Linked DNA regions of Bos taurus: region 2 is linked to region 1. A link is a contact called in public Hi-C data. All regions are on one chromosome and are shown on one strand. Each heading gives the region's core, a stretch centred on a gene start, on an enhancer-like site or on the middle of the called end of the contact. The rest is flanking DNA. Distances are from core to core; before and after follow the strand shown. Region 1 holds the start of PFDN5 (prefoldin subunit 5). Region 2 overlaps RARG (retinoic acid receptor gamma).

What was found. A called contact is a pair of places that touch in the nucleus more often than the background predicts.
Region 2: a contact with region 1 is called in a Hi-C map of liver, with 2.5 times the contacts expected there. The contact joins the enhancer-like site here to the promoter of PFDN5 in region 1. A contact is called at or near these places in 4 of 11 Hi-C or Micro-C datasets (8-cell embryo, liver, skeletal muscle and 1 more).

What each region holds. Positions count from the first base shown.
Region 1 is chr5:26,724,865-26,731,637 of ARS-UCD2.0, reverse strand. It overlaps PFDN5 (prefoldin subunit 5), which reads left to right and starts at 2,977. Exons shown (of 6, transcript NM_174732.2): 1 at 2,977-3,053; 2 at 3,260-3,362; 3 at 3,659-3,690; 4 at 4,805-4,879; 5 at 4,968-5,073; 6 at 6,533-6,773. The coding sequence starts at 2,982. The coding sequence ends at 6,609. ESPL1 (extra spindle pole bodies like 1, separase) reads left to right here. Exons shown (of 31, transcript NM_001045949.2): 28 at 19-134; 29 at 411-494; 30 at 663-827; 31 at 1,099-1,462. The coding sequence ends at 1,300.
Region 2 is chr5:26,787,919-26,794,703 of ARS-UCD2.0, reverse strand. RARG (retinoic acid receptor gamma) reads right to left here. Exons shown (of 9, transcript NM_001130756.1): 3 at 4,712-4,860; 4 at 4,360-4,501; 5 at 3,558-3,718; 6 at 3,191-3,367; 7 at 2,601-2,805; 8 at 1,823-1,981; 9 at 1-1,170. The coding sequence ends at 971. Among named protein-coding and RNA genes, the nearest start is that of ITGB7, 5.6 kb to the left of the region's middle. Within about 2 kb of position 3,948, at least 7 of the 102 cell types and tissues checked have an H3K27ac peak or open chromatin away from gene starts, as enhancers often do. A contact at or near this core is called in liver and skeletal muscle, where this site is marked.

The sequences.
Region 1 (6,773 bases), core at 1,728-4,227:
CTGGTGTCTCTCCATCAGTCTGGGGCCTCATCAGTGCTGAGCCAAGGAGTGGATCCTCGCAGAACCTTCTACGTCCTGAACCCTCACAATAACCTGTCAAGCACAGAGGAGCAATTCCGAGCCCATTTTAGCAGGTCAGGGGGAGAAGAGTAAGAAGAGTGGTAGGGAAGGGTAGACGCAACACAGGGGTAAATGTCCTTTTCTCTGGAATCAAATGTTGCAGCCCACCTCCTTCCTAGTGTCCCTTCTGCCCTTTTTGCCACATGACCCATCTAACTCTGGCTGCACCACACAGCGTGTGGGATCTTAGCTCCCCGACAAGGGATCAATGCCCCGCCCCCTGCACTGGGCGTGCAGTCTTAACTACTGCACCTCCAGCTAAGTCCCTTCTCACTGCTTTTTCCCTGCAGTGAAGCTGGCTGGAAAGGGGTGGTTGGGGAGGTGCCGAGCCCGGAACAGGTGCAAACGGCCTTGACGGAGCGTGACTTGTACATGTGAGTGCTCAGGGCAGGGAGATGGGGAGAGGGACAGTCCCAGAGGGTGGGTATCATCATGGTCTGCTCTGGGGCTTTGGAGCCCCTGGCTGACTCTGGACAACTCTGGAGGCAGTGCCGAGGCCTGGCCCTGCGAGGTCAGTTTCATCTCACCTCCTTCTGCCTCAGCTATGCAGGGCATGGCGCCGGCGCCCGCTTCCTGGACGGGCAGGCTGTCCTGCGGCTGAGCTGCCGGGCAGTGGCCCTGCTGTTCGGCTGCAGCAGCGCAGCCCTGGCTGTGCATGGAAACCTGGAGGGGGCTGGCATTGTGCTCAAGTATATCATGGCTGGCTGGTAAGTCTTGAGGGGCAGTCTATGCAAGGTCCCGACCCCAAGTGCTTTCTCAGGTCTGAACCCTAAATCCTTGCTCTTTTGTGCCCCATTTTCCTCCCATCCTAGTTCCCTGGCATGCTTGGGCCTTTACCCCTTTGTCATCATCTATCCTCCTCCTGGAACGATGGGCCAAGGGGCTTTCTCATTGGTTTAATCCCTCTCAACTCATTCACCACCATGAATCAGAAGTTTTTGAGCCCTTACTTTGTATTTCTTCCTTCTCTTTTCCCAGCCCCCTGTTCCTAGGTAACCTCTGGGACGTGACTGACCGTGACATTGACCGCTACACAGAGGCTCTGTTGCAGGGCTGGCTTAGAGCAGGTTCAGGAGCCCCCCTTCTGTACTATGTCAGCCAGGCCCGCCAGGCTCCCCGACTCAAATACCTTATTGGGGCTGCACCTGTAGCCTATGGCTTGCCTGTCTCCCTGCGGTGACCCCTTGGAGCTCTCCTGTTGCCGGTAGAAGCTATGTGACTATTCTACCTCCAAACTTAGGTTTGGCCCTGAAGATAAATATTTTAAGTAATTTTCCGGTGTTTTACATGAAAGATTTCCTTTTGATTTAATTTTAATATAATAAAGATACATTACTTGAAATCCTGTTTTGTGTAGTTTCTCTGAGAACATTTGAAGATAAGACTCTTGCCCACTTCCCACTATGTGGTACTATAGATAAGAAAACTTGCAACAGTCCAACTCTGAGAGCATTGGGAAGAAAGGCAAACCACAGGAAAAAGATGGACCTGGCTTGGCCCCAGCAGACAAAGCTAAAGGACAGCAGGGCATCAAAATGATCTAAGTGGGGACAAAGCCCCGAGGAAACATAGATATAGATCCATTGAGAATGTCTTGGCCAGGTACACTCATAGCTATCTTGACTTACTGCCTCTGGTATCCTCGGAATGACATTAGCTTTACTGCCTCGGTTGCCCTGCCCCCTCCAAAGTGGATATTGTCCTTCCCCCACATTCAGCTATTAACACTTGTCAGTGCCATGACACTTTAGCGGCAGGTTCTGGAGAGTTTTTGTAGCTCAGATGGTAAAGAATCTGCCTGCAATGCAGGAGACCTGGATTCAATCCCTGGGTCTGTAAGATTCCCCCAGAGAAGGAAATGGCAACCCACTCCAGTATTCTTGCCTGGAGGAGTCTAGCGGCTACAGTCCATGGGATCACAAAGAGTTGGACGCGACTGAACAACACACACACATGTACACACTCACATACACATTGGGAAGTTTTGCAACTTACGTATGGTTTTCCTCTCCCCAACTAGATTGTTAAGCTCAGAACTATATATCTTACACTCATGTATCCTTCACTTCTAGCACATGGTAAAACACTGTGTTGATTAATAAAGCTACTGCTGTACTCCGAGTGATAATGTGCCTCCTTCCTGTTCTCTCAACCGCCAGACTCTGCTTCATCTGCGCGAAACATCCCTTTCATAACACTACTGTCCCCCCTGTCCCTTGCTCCTTGAACTTCCCAGGCTTCTTCCCTGCCTGTTGTCACCAGGCTTATACCACCGGCTGTGGTTATAGTGTATCTGTGCGTCTGTGCTGGGTCTTCGTTGATGTGCGGGTTTTCTCTAGTGGCAGGGAGTGGGAGCTTATTTCGGTGGCTTCTCTGTTGCCGAGCACAGGCTCTAGGCGCCCAAGCTTCAGTAGCTGCCCCTTGCGGGGGCGGTGCTCTGCAATTGCTGCACAAGGGGCTTTGTTGATCCTTGGCATGTAGGATCTTTCCGCACCAGGGATGGAACCGTTTCCCTTGCATTGGCAGGCGGATTCTTAACCACTGGACCACCAGGGAAGTCCCAAGGCCTGAGTAAGATGAAGTTTCTTGAGCATAAGGATCCTGTTTGTTAGAACTTGATTATGCGAGGTTTGGGACATTTTGTGAAAAGAAAACGCCGCAGCCCTTTCTATTCCAAGGGGAGTCACGCCGAAGATTCCGCACCCCACGCCCAGCCGCGAGTTTCCCTCTCTTCCGGGTTGAAGGACCATAGAGATGTCTAGCGCTGCGAGGCCTCCAGGCGTAGCCATCGAGATACGCAGAAGACGGCTAGAGCGTTGCTCTCCCGGAGGGTTTCCGCTTCATAAGCCCTCCTTCCCAACATGGCGCAGTCAGTTAACATCACCGAGCTGAATCTGCCGCAGCTAGAAATGCTCAAGAACCAACTGGACCAGGTGGGAACAGGCTCCGAAAGCACCCCTTTCCCGTCTCACTTTCCTCCCCCCGCAGCCCGCACTTCCTTGCCCCCCATTCCTCCCCTCTTGGGGAGAATTCCCTTCCCAGGCGAAATCCCCACCCCGTCCCAGGACCCGCCCCTTGTCTGGCGGTGCCCGCTTCTCCCGCGAGCCCCAACCCTGACCCTCATTCCTGTTCTCTGTAGGAAGTGGAGTTCTTGTCCACGTCCATTGCCCAGCTCAAGGTGGTTCAGACCAAGTATGTGGAAGCCAAGGACTGTCTGAACGTGCTGAAGAAAAACAACGAGGGTACGGGGTAGGCGTGCGAAGGGAACCTGGGAGATGCGGCGAGCCGGCTTCTCTCTTCCCGCCTCCTAATCCAGTTTTCTTACCTGAGACGAGAGAGCAGTCCATTACGTATTGTCGCTGCAGGAGCCCTTTGCATGTTGCTTATCTAGAGTTGAAATGTCCAGGATATTTTTCTGCTCCTGTTGCCCCTGTTCGTCCTTTTCGTATAGTTTTCGGGCGCCGTGCCGTTTTGAAACTCCCTTTTAAAGTTGGAGCTGCCAACCTTCCCCACATGTTTGTCTTAATTGCTTTCACAGGGAAAGAATTACTTGTCCCACTGACGAGTTCTGTATCCTTTCCTCAGGAGCCTCTTCCCTGCCCTCTCGTTTTCTCCCTGACACCTAACAACCTTCAAAAAAAGGGCGGGAGATATTGATTATTCCAGAGTGCCTAGATGGTTCTGAGACCGCTATTAACACAAGCTTAGCTCTGCTGTCTAACCTAAGGCCAGGAACTAATTAATGCTTGGTGAGCACCCAGATGTATGTATTTAGAATTGAGGTGTGATTATTTCCCTTTGCTCTGAGGATATAACCTAGTAGGGGGGTAGAACTGGTGGTTTACGTTTTTACTGTAACTTAGAAAACATAAGCAATAGAAGAATAGAGGATTTGGAAACAAAGGGGTTGGTTCTGTTTATTAATCCTCAATTTCAGTTTAATTATGGCTCTTATTCCTAACTATTGTTACTAAGAAACCTGGATTATGTCTTAGCTGTTGAATGTTTTACTTGAGTGAGCAAGTTATGGCAATAGGGCACCCATAAACTACCTGAGAGTGGACAGGCTGAAAAGGAAACACAGGAATAGCAGTGTAGCAGGGATTACTTAAATAATCAACATTAAATCCATCAGGAATTAGCTAATTCATGTCTGGGAGTGTTAAAGAGAAAGTGAGGCTGGCTTTTCACTCTGTTACTTAACAGCAGCAGGAAAAAATTATCCTGTTCTGTCATTCTAATGATCTATCATTCTAATTGCTCTAATATCTAGTCTTTCTGGAAGGAATAATGGTAAGAATTCTAAGAACTGCTTGCAGGATGGCAGATGGGATCAGAACAAGATCAGCACATGTGATTTTTCTCCATAAAGAACCAGCTTCCCTGTCTCTCCTCATGTGGAGTTTGTAGGCCTTCAGATGTGCCTTGTAGCTTATTCCTTTTAAATTTTTGTTTGTTTGTTTATTTTTTTTGACTCCATCCCATGGCTTGTGGGATCTTAGTTCCCCTACCAGGGATTGAACCCAAGCCCCAGCAGTGAAAGCAGTAACTCCTAGTGACTGGACCTCCAGGGAATTCCTGCCTCCTTTTTAGAAAAGGAGGGTGTTGGTAGGTCAAGCTGAACTAGCTGACAGGGAATCATGACTCATACTGGGCTAGTTTTCCCTTAATCCTTGCCTCTCAGATGTATGTCCCCGGGAAGCTACATGATGTGGAACATGTGCTTATCGATGTGGGAACTGGTTACTACGTAGAGAAGGTGAGTGGAAGGGAACATAAGAATGCATCTCTGAGGGGGAGAGCTGGCGTACAGAATGGGTTACCTCTCATTCACTCTGACCTTGCAGACAGCTGAGGATGCCAAGGACTTCTTCAAGAGGAAGATAGACTTCCTTACCAAGCAAATGGAAAAAATCCAGCCAGCTCTGCAGGAGAAGCACGCCATGAAACAGGGTAAGCTTGCCTTGGACACCTCTTCAGACCCTTTCTGCCTCCATAATAACAGACATGGATTGCAGTGTGAACCATGGGAGGGAGTATCCCCTTTGCTGGATTAAAACCGTGGTTTTTTGTTTGGTATCTTGATGCATTACTCCTTAGATTCTGTGTCTAACATACCCACTGCCTTTGGTGCTTGAGAAATTTAGAGAAAGGAAATCATGTGTTTTTGTGTTTGAGTTCCTATTTATTGGGGATGGAATGAGGGAGCAGGTGCATGTAAATGAACACAGCAAAGAAATATAGCCATAACTAGCCAACTACTCAGAGAAGGCAATGGCACCCCACTCCAGTACTCTCGCCTGGAAAATCCATGGACGGAGCCTGGTAGGCTGCAGTCCATGGGGTCGCTAAGAGTCAGACATGACTGAGTGACTTCACTTTCACTATTTACTTTCATGCATTGGAGAAGGAAATGGCAACCCACTCCAGTATTCTTGCCTGGAGAATCCCAGGGACAGAGGAGCCTAATAGGCTGCTGTCTATGGGGTCGCACAGAGTCGGACACAACTGAAGCGACTTAGCAGCAGCAGCAGCAGCAGCCAACTACTGGCAGTTATAGCCCTGGCTGCGTATTAGAATCACGCAGATAGTTTTTTGAAAACCTGGGCGACTCCAAACCAACTACAGTTGACCCTTGAACAATGTGGGAGTTAGGAGTACCAAACCTTGGTGAAGTGGAAGAAAATCTGCATATAATTTATAGTCTACCCCTCTGTATCTTCGGTTTCAAGTTTGCAGATTCAACCAATTGTAGATCATGTCGTACTATAGTATTTAGTACTGGGGGAAAAAAACATGTAAGTGGACCCACACAGTTCAAACAGGTATTGTTCAAGGATCAACTGTGAATCAGTAGGGTGAGATTCCAGAGAACAGTGTTTGTTTGTTTGTTTTTAAAGCTCCCTGTGTGATATACAGTCAGGATTAAGAACCACTGTTCTAAAAGCAAACATCTTTTCCACATTATTATATTCTGGGTATATGTGACTCATTTGACACTGTATTTTGTTCCTTTTTATATCCCAGTGGTTCTCATATGAGCTTTCCTGGTGGCTCAGACAGTAAAGAATCCACCTGCAATACGGGAGACCTGGGTTCGATCCCTGGGTTGGAAAGAGCCCTTGGGGAAGGAAATGGCAACCTACTCCAATATTCTTGCCTGGAAAATCCCCGTGGACAGAGGAGCCGATCCTCCGTCCATGGGGTCGCCAAGAGTCAGACACGACTGATCGACTTTCACATCTCATATTATTGACAATTGAGATTCTAAATTGGTGTTGTGTTTGCCCTCTACAGTGAATCTCTGTGTTGAAAGTTAATTAACTGTAGTAGTCTGCCTGTCAATTTTCCTTAACTCTGGGTTCTCCCCTTTAGCTCCTGCCCAGGGTCTGACTCTTCTTTTATTCCACAGCTGTCATGGAGATGATGAGCCAGAAGATTCAGCAGCTCACAACCCTGGGAGCAGCTCAGGCTACCGCCAAGGCCTGAGAGCTTGTTTCAGAAATGGGGCAGAGGGTGCCTGCTTCTGGGGCCTGGGACTTTGTGGACGTGGTTTCCTGGAATGGGGAAAGAAGAGGGTCTGTGTTTAATGCTAATAAATGAGCCAGCTGGGCAGAGTGGTGGTCTTTTCTTGCATTAGGTGAGGAGGTGGG
Region 2 (6,785 bases), core at 2,699-5,198, 62 kb before region 1:
ACCCCCCAGAGAAAAAGGGGAGCCAGAGGGAATCTTATTTGGCAGCTAAATACAAACGGGATTGGAGGAAGGGAGGGGTCACAGGGGCCCTGGGCTCCCCCTCCCAAGTCCCCTGGAGGAAGGGGTCAATTCCAGGGTGTAAACAAAAGCTAATAAATAAATAGAGGCTTCCTCTGGGTCAGGGCAGGATCAGCTAAGCAGTGCCCACCCCACCTCTCCCTGGGCCAAGCTGCTCTGGGGGGTCAAGGGGGAAGGCACTAGGGGGAGAGGGATCCCCCTGGCCCCTCTGTAGTGTAGGAGGGTCCCTGCCCCATGGCTGAGATGAGGGGCAGGGGGGCCCAAGGCACGTGACAGGGCTGGGGGAGGGGCTTGTAACGGAGGCCCCAGTGAAGAGGTGCGGAGTGATCCACATCTGTCCCTTTCACCCTCTGCCCGCCCCCCAACAGGGCCCGGGCTGCCCCACTCTGACCTGGCATGAGGATGGGGCACAGCGGGCAGGATGCACCCGGCAGGTGCCTCACGCAGCATTAGGCACCAAGGACAGGGGCAAGAGGATGGGCTCAGCCCTCCCCCTATGGCCCCCTTTTTGGTCTCTAGTGTTCCTGTTTGCTCCCAGAGGCCTAAGCACCCAGCAGAGGAAGGGGCTGTGGAATGAAGGGTCTTCCTCCTGCCCTGGGGAGCCTGGACCCTGGTGTCTGAGGGGCAGTGCTAAGATTTCAGAGTCCAAACCCAGGCTCACCCCTCTGCCCTCTCTCCTGGAGGGAACAGGGCAGGCCCCCAGGACTGGAGAGGGAGCCGGTTAGAACAAGATGGGGATGAACACAGAGGCACCCCTGGAAACTTTGGCAAAAACAAGGAGCTCATTGGAAGGGGTGGGGAGAGGGCAGAGCAGGTCCTCCCCCAGTCACTGGCGGTGTCTGGGAGATGGTCAGTCTGCTGCCTGGAGCCCCAACCCCCAAGGCAGGGGAAGTCAGAGACCCTGGTCAGGATGGGGGCTGCGGCCCCCTCTGCCCTGGCCCCCGGGAACCTCATCCTCGCTGGAGGCCTTGGGGTGAGGGCCAGGCTGCGAGGAGTCGTCCTCAAACATTTCGGGGTTCTCCAGCATTTCTCGGATCAGGGGAGGCATCGGGCCTGGAATCTCCATCTTCAGGGTAATGGCCCTTTCTGCTCCTGCAGTGGAGGAACAAGGAGGTTCAGGGGGGCTGAGGTACAGCACCTACGGCGGCCTCCCTAACTCTGCTTGACTGCCCTCTGGGGCTCCCAGCACAGGCCTGTTATCTCTGTCTGCTTCTTTCTCTCCCTCTTTCTACTGTAGAGCTCCTGGGGCCCACTCCTCTGCCTGGAGACTCTGCCTGTCTTCTCTGCCAAGTCCACTGCCCACCTTTCCTTTCAGGCTGTCTCCTCCAAGATCACACAGCGCCCACCTTCCAGCCACACACCCTGGACCCCCTCCGTAAGCCCATGGCTGTTCTTAATAACATTTATCACTAGGACTAACATTCATCAAACACCGCGTGCCAGGCGTCCAATCAACCTTCCTGTGATGCTGGAAACATCTGCTCCATCCAGGGCAGGAGGCACTGAACTTTATAACTCAGCACAGCTGTAAGCCTGTTGTGTGTTAACTTGTTTCATCCTCACAAACAGAAAAACAAGGTACAAAAAGGAAAGGTATTTTGCACCAAGTGTTCCCACTAGCATGCAGCGGAGCGAGGATGCGAGTGCAGGCTGCCTGATTCTACCCCACTCTGCTCTTGTCTCTGCCTGACCTGGGAGACCGGCAGCTCCGAGAAGACAGAGGGGAGGCTTGCTCCCGACTAACCCTTGGTGCTGATGCCCCGGAGGTCAGTGATCTTCATGAGCATCCTGGGGAACATATAGGGCTGACTGGGCCGCCGGCGCCGGGCATAGAGCCTCAGGGCTTCAAGCAGCGGTTCCTGCAGCTTGTCCACTTTCTCAGGCTCCTCCAGGTCCATGCGGTCTTTGGGGATAAGCACAGGTGAGTGAGAGAGACATGGAAGACAGTGATGAGGGGCTGATCCCAAGGTGCCCTGCCCTATGGCCCTCCAGGCCCCAAACCCTGACCATGAGCCCCACTCAGACCATCTCCCCTGCTCCAATCCCTATACCATCCCCTCTCTGGCAAGTGGTTTTCTCTGGTAAAGCCTGCCCAGGACTTCCCTGGTGGCTCAGTCAATAAAAGAATCTGCCCGCAATGCGGGAGACCTGGCGGGAGACTTGGGTTTAATCCCTGGGTTGGGAAGACCCCTTGGAGGAGGGCATGGCAACCCACTCCAGTATTCTTGCCTGGAGAATCCCCATGGACAGAGGAGCCTGGCGGGCTACAGTCCATAGGGTCACAAAGAGTCGGACACGACTGAGTGACTAAGCACAGATCTCTATGTCAGCACTAGTACCGGGGGTCTCCTCAGCTCCCTGCCCCCCGTCCCGGCTCTCCCCCTCTTCTCGTTGCTTGTTCCAGGCTGCTGGGCAGTCTGTAACTGGAGCTGAGGAGTCTGGGGTGGGACCAAGGTCTCCAGCCAGGTTGTGGGGTGCAGTGGGAAAATAATCTGAGTCAGCGCCAGGGGGCGCCCCCGCACCTCCGCAGATGAGGCAGATGGCGCTGAGCAGGCCTGTCTCTGTGTCGTCCATCTCCAGCGGCAGGAGCTGCCCAGCGAAGGCAAAGACGAGGTCTGTGAGGGGCCCGAAGCCGGCGTTGTGCATCTGAGTCCGGTTTAGGGTCAGCCCATCGGAGAACGTCATAGTGTCCTGCTCTGGGGTGTACCTTGTGCAGATCCGCAGCATCTGGAGGTGGGGGGAGGGTTAGTGCTGTCTCTGCGAAGGAGCGCATAGGGTGGGAGGGAAAAGAGCATGAGGTACAGGTAAAAAGTGAAGCAGTTAGGTCCTAAAGGAGGGCCACCTAAAGCAGGCAGGAGAAGGAAGGCAGACAGATGGAGGGTCTGAAGTTGGGGGAAGAGAAGAGAAGTCAGAAGGTAGGGCATGCAGAAGTCTAGGATCAGATCTCAGGGGCAGAGATTAAGACAAAAAAAGAGCTTGGGTTTCGAGGATATCTGGGGGAGTCCCAGATTGGAGTGGGGAACAGAAATAATGAAATCTTTGTGTGGACCAACTCCATGGTCTCGTCTGAGGGTCAGGCTATGATGGGAGACAGAGCCAGGGTTTAACTCACCAGGATGTCCAGGCAGGCGGCCTTGAGCAGAGTGATCTGGTCAGCAATGCTGAGACCGGTGAAGCCAGGTAACCGCTTGGCAAACTCCACGATCTTGATGATGCACTTGGTGGCCAGCTCGCTGAACTTGTCCCACAGCCCCAGATCCAGCTGCACCCGGTGGTCTGCACTGGAGTTCTGCAGCAACAGCAGGTTAGAAAGCAAACTAAGGCTCATCCTGTCTTCCTTTTGCCAAAACCCCTGGCTCTCCCTCTGCATGCAGATGCCCTGACCATTGTCAGCGCCAGACCACGGCCTCCAACACCACCCCACCCATTCTCCAAAGTCAGCGGCCCCTTCCCTCACCACGGCCCTGCCCACTCCTCACCGTGGTGTACTTGCCCAGCTGGCAGAGCGAGGGGAAGGTCTCCTGATGGGCCTTGCTGACCTTGGTGATGAGCTCTTCTAACTGGGGGCTCAGCTCATAGCTGTCAAGCGACCCTTCTTCCTTCACCTCTTTCTTCTTCTTGTTGCGATCATTCCGTACGGCTTGAGGGTAGAGGCAGATGAGGAAAGGGTCAGGACTCTCAGAATCTCCCTCCCTATCCCCTCTCACACTGGACAGCATCCATTCCCTGGGACCCGGTCAGGTTCTCTGTCTCCTACACTAGCTCCCATTCCCAGGCTGGCTCTCCCCAGCCCCACCCAGGGCCTGCAGCCCCTGCTCCCTCCCCAGGCCATTCGGCTCCATCCTGCCCTTCCTGTCACCCTGCAGGAGCTGGGGAGGGGGGGCAGGATATGCAGGCGGCAGGATATCCACTTATAGCCTTGGCAGCACAATGGCGCAGGGGAGGGGGGGCACCCCAGATCCACCTCAGGCTCAGTGCTGGGAGCAGGGGAGGGGACTGGCAAGCCCCCCAACTTGCCCATGAAACAAGGAATGTGCAATGGTAAACCCCATTCCCTCATTCAGACGAAGGGTTAAGCTCTGAGAAGAGGGAATGGGAAGGGGTGGGGTCTCCTGGGTGAATGGAACTAATCAAATAGGACTGGCCGAGGAGGAGGCAGCACTCCAGGGCGGCTGGAGGCTGATCACAGAGGTCAGGGAAGTGGGGGCAGCCAGTGGGAAGAGGGTGGCAGCCACAGGCTAGGACAGGAGTGCTCCTGCCCAGGCAGGCCTAAGGGCCTACCTTCCTTGGACATGCCAACTTCAAAGCATTTCTGTAGCCGGCAGTACTGGCAACGATTCCGGGTCACCTTGTTGATGATACAGTTTTTGTCGCGGTGACATGTGTACACCATGTTCTTCTGGATGCTGCGACGGAAGAAGCCCTGGGGTTGGGGGTAAGGCGCGGAAGGTCAGTGAAGCAGGATGCTGGGAGTATCAGCCTCTTGCAGGCCTTGCAGGTGGTCCCAGGCTCAGCCACGTCTGTGCAGAGTAGCATCCCTCCCACCCCAGAGGGATACCCACCCACACACAGTCTCTGATCTCACCCAGTCAACTCTGGATGCCCAATGCACCCACATCCACCCCGTACACACCTTGCAGCCTTCACAAGAGCTGACCCCATAGTGGTAGCCAGAGGACTTGTCATTGCACACGAAGCACGGCTTGTACACCCGGGGAGGTGGAGGGGGCGAGGGCGAGCTTGGCACCATCTCCTCTGAGCTAGTGCTCTGTGTCTCCACCGCTGGGGAGAAGCAGTGATGTGAGGGTCAGGGGAGAAGCTCCCCTCAGATCTCTAGGCATCCTCATCAGATACACACCCCACATTCCCACTTCTTCCTCTGGCTCGGTGATGACACCATCGCCACCACATTGATTTAAAGTCCCAACAACCCATATACAGCCCCAGAGTAAACACTTCCAGAAACCCTCAAATGACTACTATTACCTCCCAACCTGGCCACCTCCCCCTATAATAATGTCCTATACAACTGCTCAATTCTCCAAATTCTGGGTCCAGGCCATCCCGGAAGTTAAATTCTCTGGGCCTCAGTTTGCCCAGCTACAAAGTGGGTGTGTAAAGGGGTATCGGCCTGTGGTTCTGAACTCTCCAGCCACTCCTCACATTGGGTCCCTGTCAGCAGACTCCCTCCTACCCTTCTCCTGCTCAAGAGGCCACAGATCTGGGGGTGAAGAGGCAATTCCAGGTCACCTGTGGCTAGCACCTGGCTAAATCACCTGCCAGGAGACTCAGAAGGTAGAAGAGAACCTCATCCTCTCTCAAGCAGTACAGGGGAGACAGTCCCGGATCTTTTCCCCCCTCAATGTGTGTGTGCATGTGCACTCTCAAGTCGTGTCCGACTCTGCGCCCCCATGGACTGTAGCACACCAGTCTCCTCTGTCCATGGAATTTTCCAGGCAAGAATACCGAATGGGGTTGCCATTTCCTTCTCCAGTCCCCCCTCAAACCATCCCCCAAATAACCACCAATGTCCTTTTCCCTAGAAACCGCTGAGACAGTGGAGCAAATGGGACGTAGGGACTGGGAAAGTAGGTTAGGGCACATGCAAAAGCCTTATGTTACACCTGAAGACATGGAGGCCTATGGAGGGATGGGGCCAGCCCAGTGCCACATTGCCAGTTATGGGGGTGGGGAGGGCGTGGGGGTAGTAGGGAGGAGCGGGGAGCAGAAGATCTCAGGTCTAGATCTAATTGGCCAGGCCAAGAGTGAGAGAAGTTAGGAAAGGGAGGCAGGTGTTTGCTCAGATTCTCAGGTCTAGAAGTTGTTGGGGTGTAGCAAACCAGAAGTCAGGTGACAGTGGGTTGTATCCGGGGTTGATAGGGGAGGGGAGTACCTCTGGACCCTCTCTGAGCTATGTCTTCACTCCTAAACCTCCCCTGCAAAAGCTACACACTGCTCAATAAAGATCTCAGCCCATGCCACGCAGAGAGTTTGTGGAGAGGACACCCTCTGTTTAGGAGGCTGCTGAGTAAACCTCTTTTGAGTGTGTGGTCGGGTCTTCAGAGGGTGGGGAAAAAAAAAAATCTGTAAATTATTCAACCTGTAGGACCAGTTGCCCAAACCTGGAGGCCTAAGTTAATGCAAGAAAACCCTAAAGCCTAAAGAGTGTCCCTTGCTCGCACCCACCTCGTGAACACCTTCTTCCTTCTAAGCTGCTGTAGCCCATCTGGTCAGAAGTCCACCCAGGCTGCCAGAAGGACAGAAAGGCCTGGGATGCCAGGATGCTGGGGTTCCGGATTAGCTCCATCCTCCCCACAGGAGCGAAGCCCTCCCGGCCCCCAACACACACAGACACTCCATTAGCATAAGAATCTAGCTAGAGTGAGATTCCCCAATGAAAAAGGAGAGCGAGGAGTGGAGGATAGGAGGGTGCCTGGAGTCTATTCAGAACCAGGCGGGAAATGGGGGGGCGGTGCTGGTGCTGGGAGATGGGGAGTGGGCTGGGATGCCTTTCTTTCAGGATGGCCCCAGTGTCTGAGGGCACATGTGCTGCCCACAGGCCAGTGCGTGGGGTGGTGCTTACCCGCACTGACGCCCTCCCTGCCCGCAGAGCGCTGCCTCATTTCCTCTCTTGCGAAAGGGCCTGGGTGCGGTCAGACTGGCATGGGCCCGTGCCAGCCAATCATGAGAGTGGGGGTGGCAGGGAG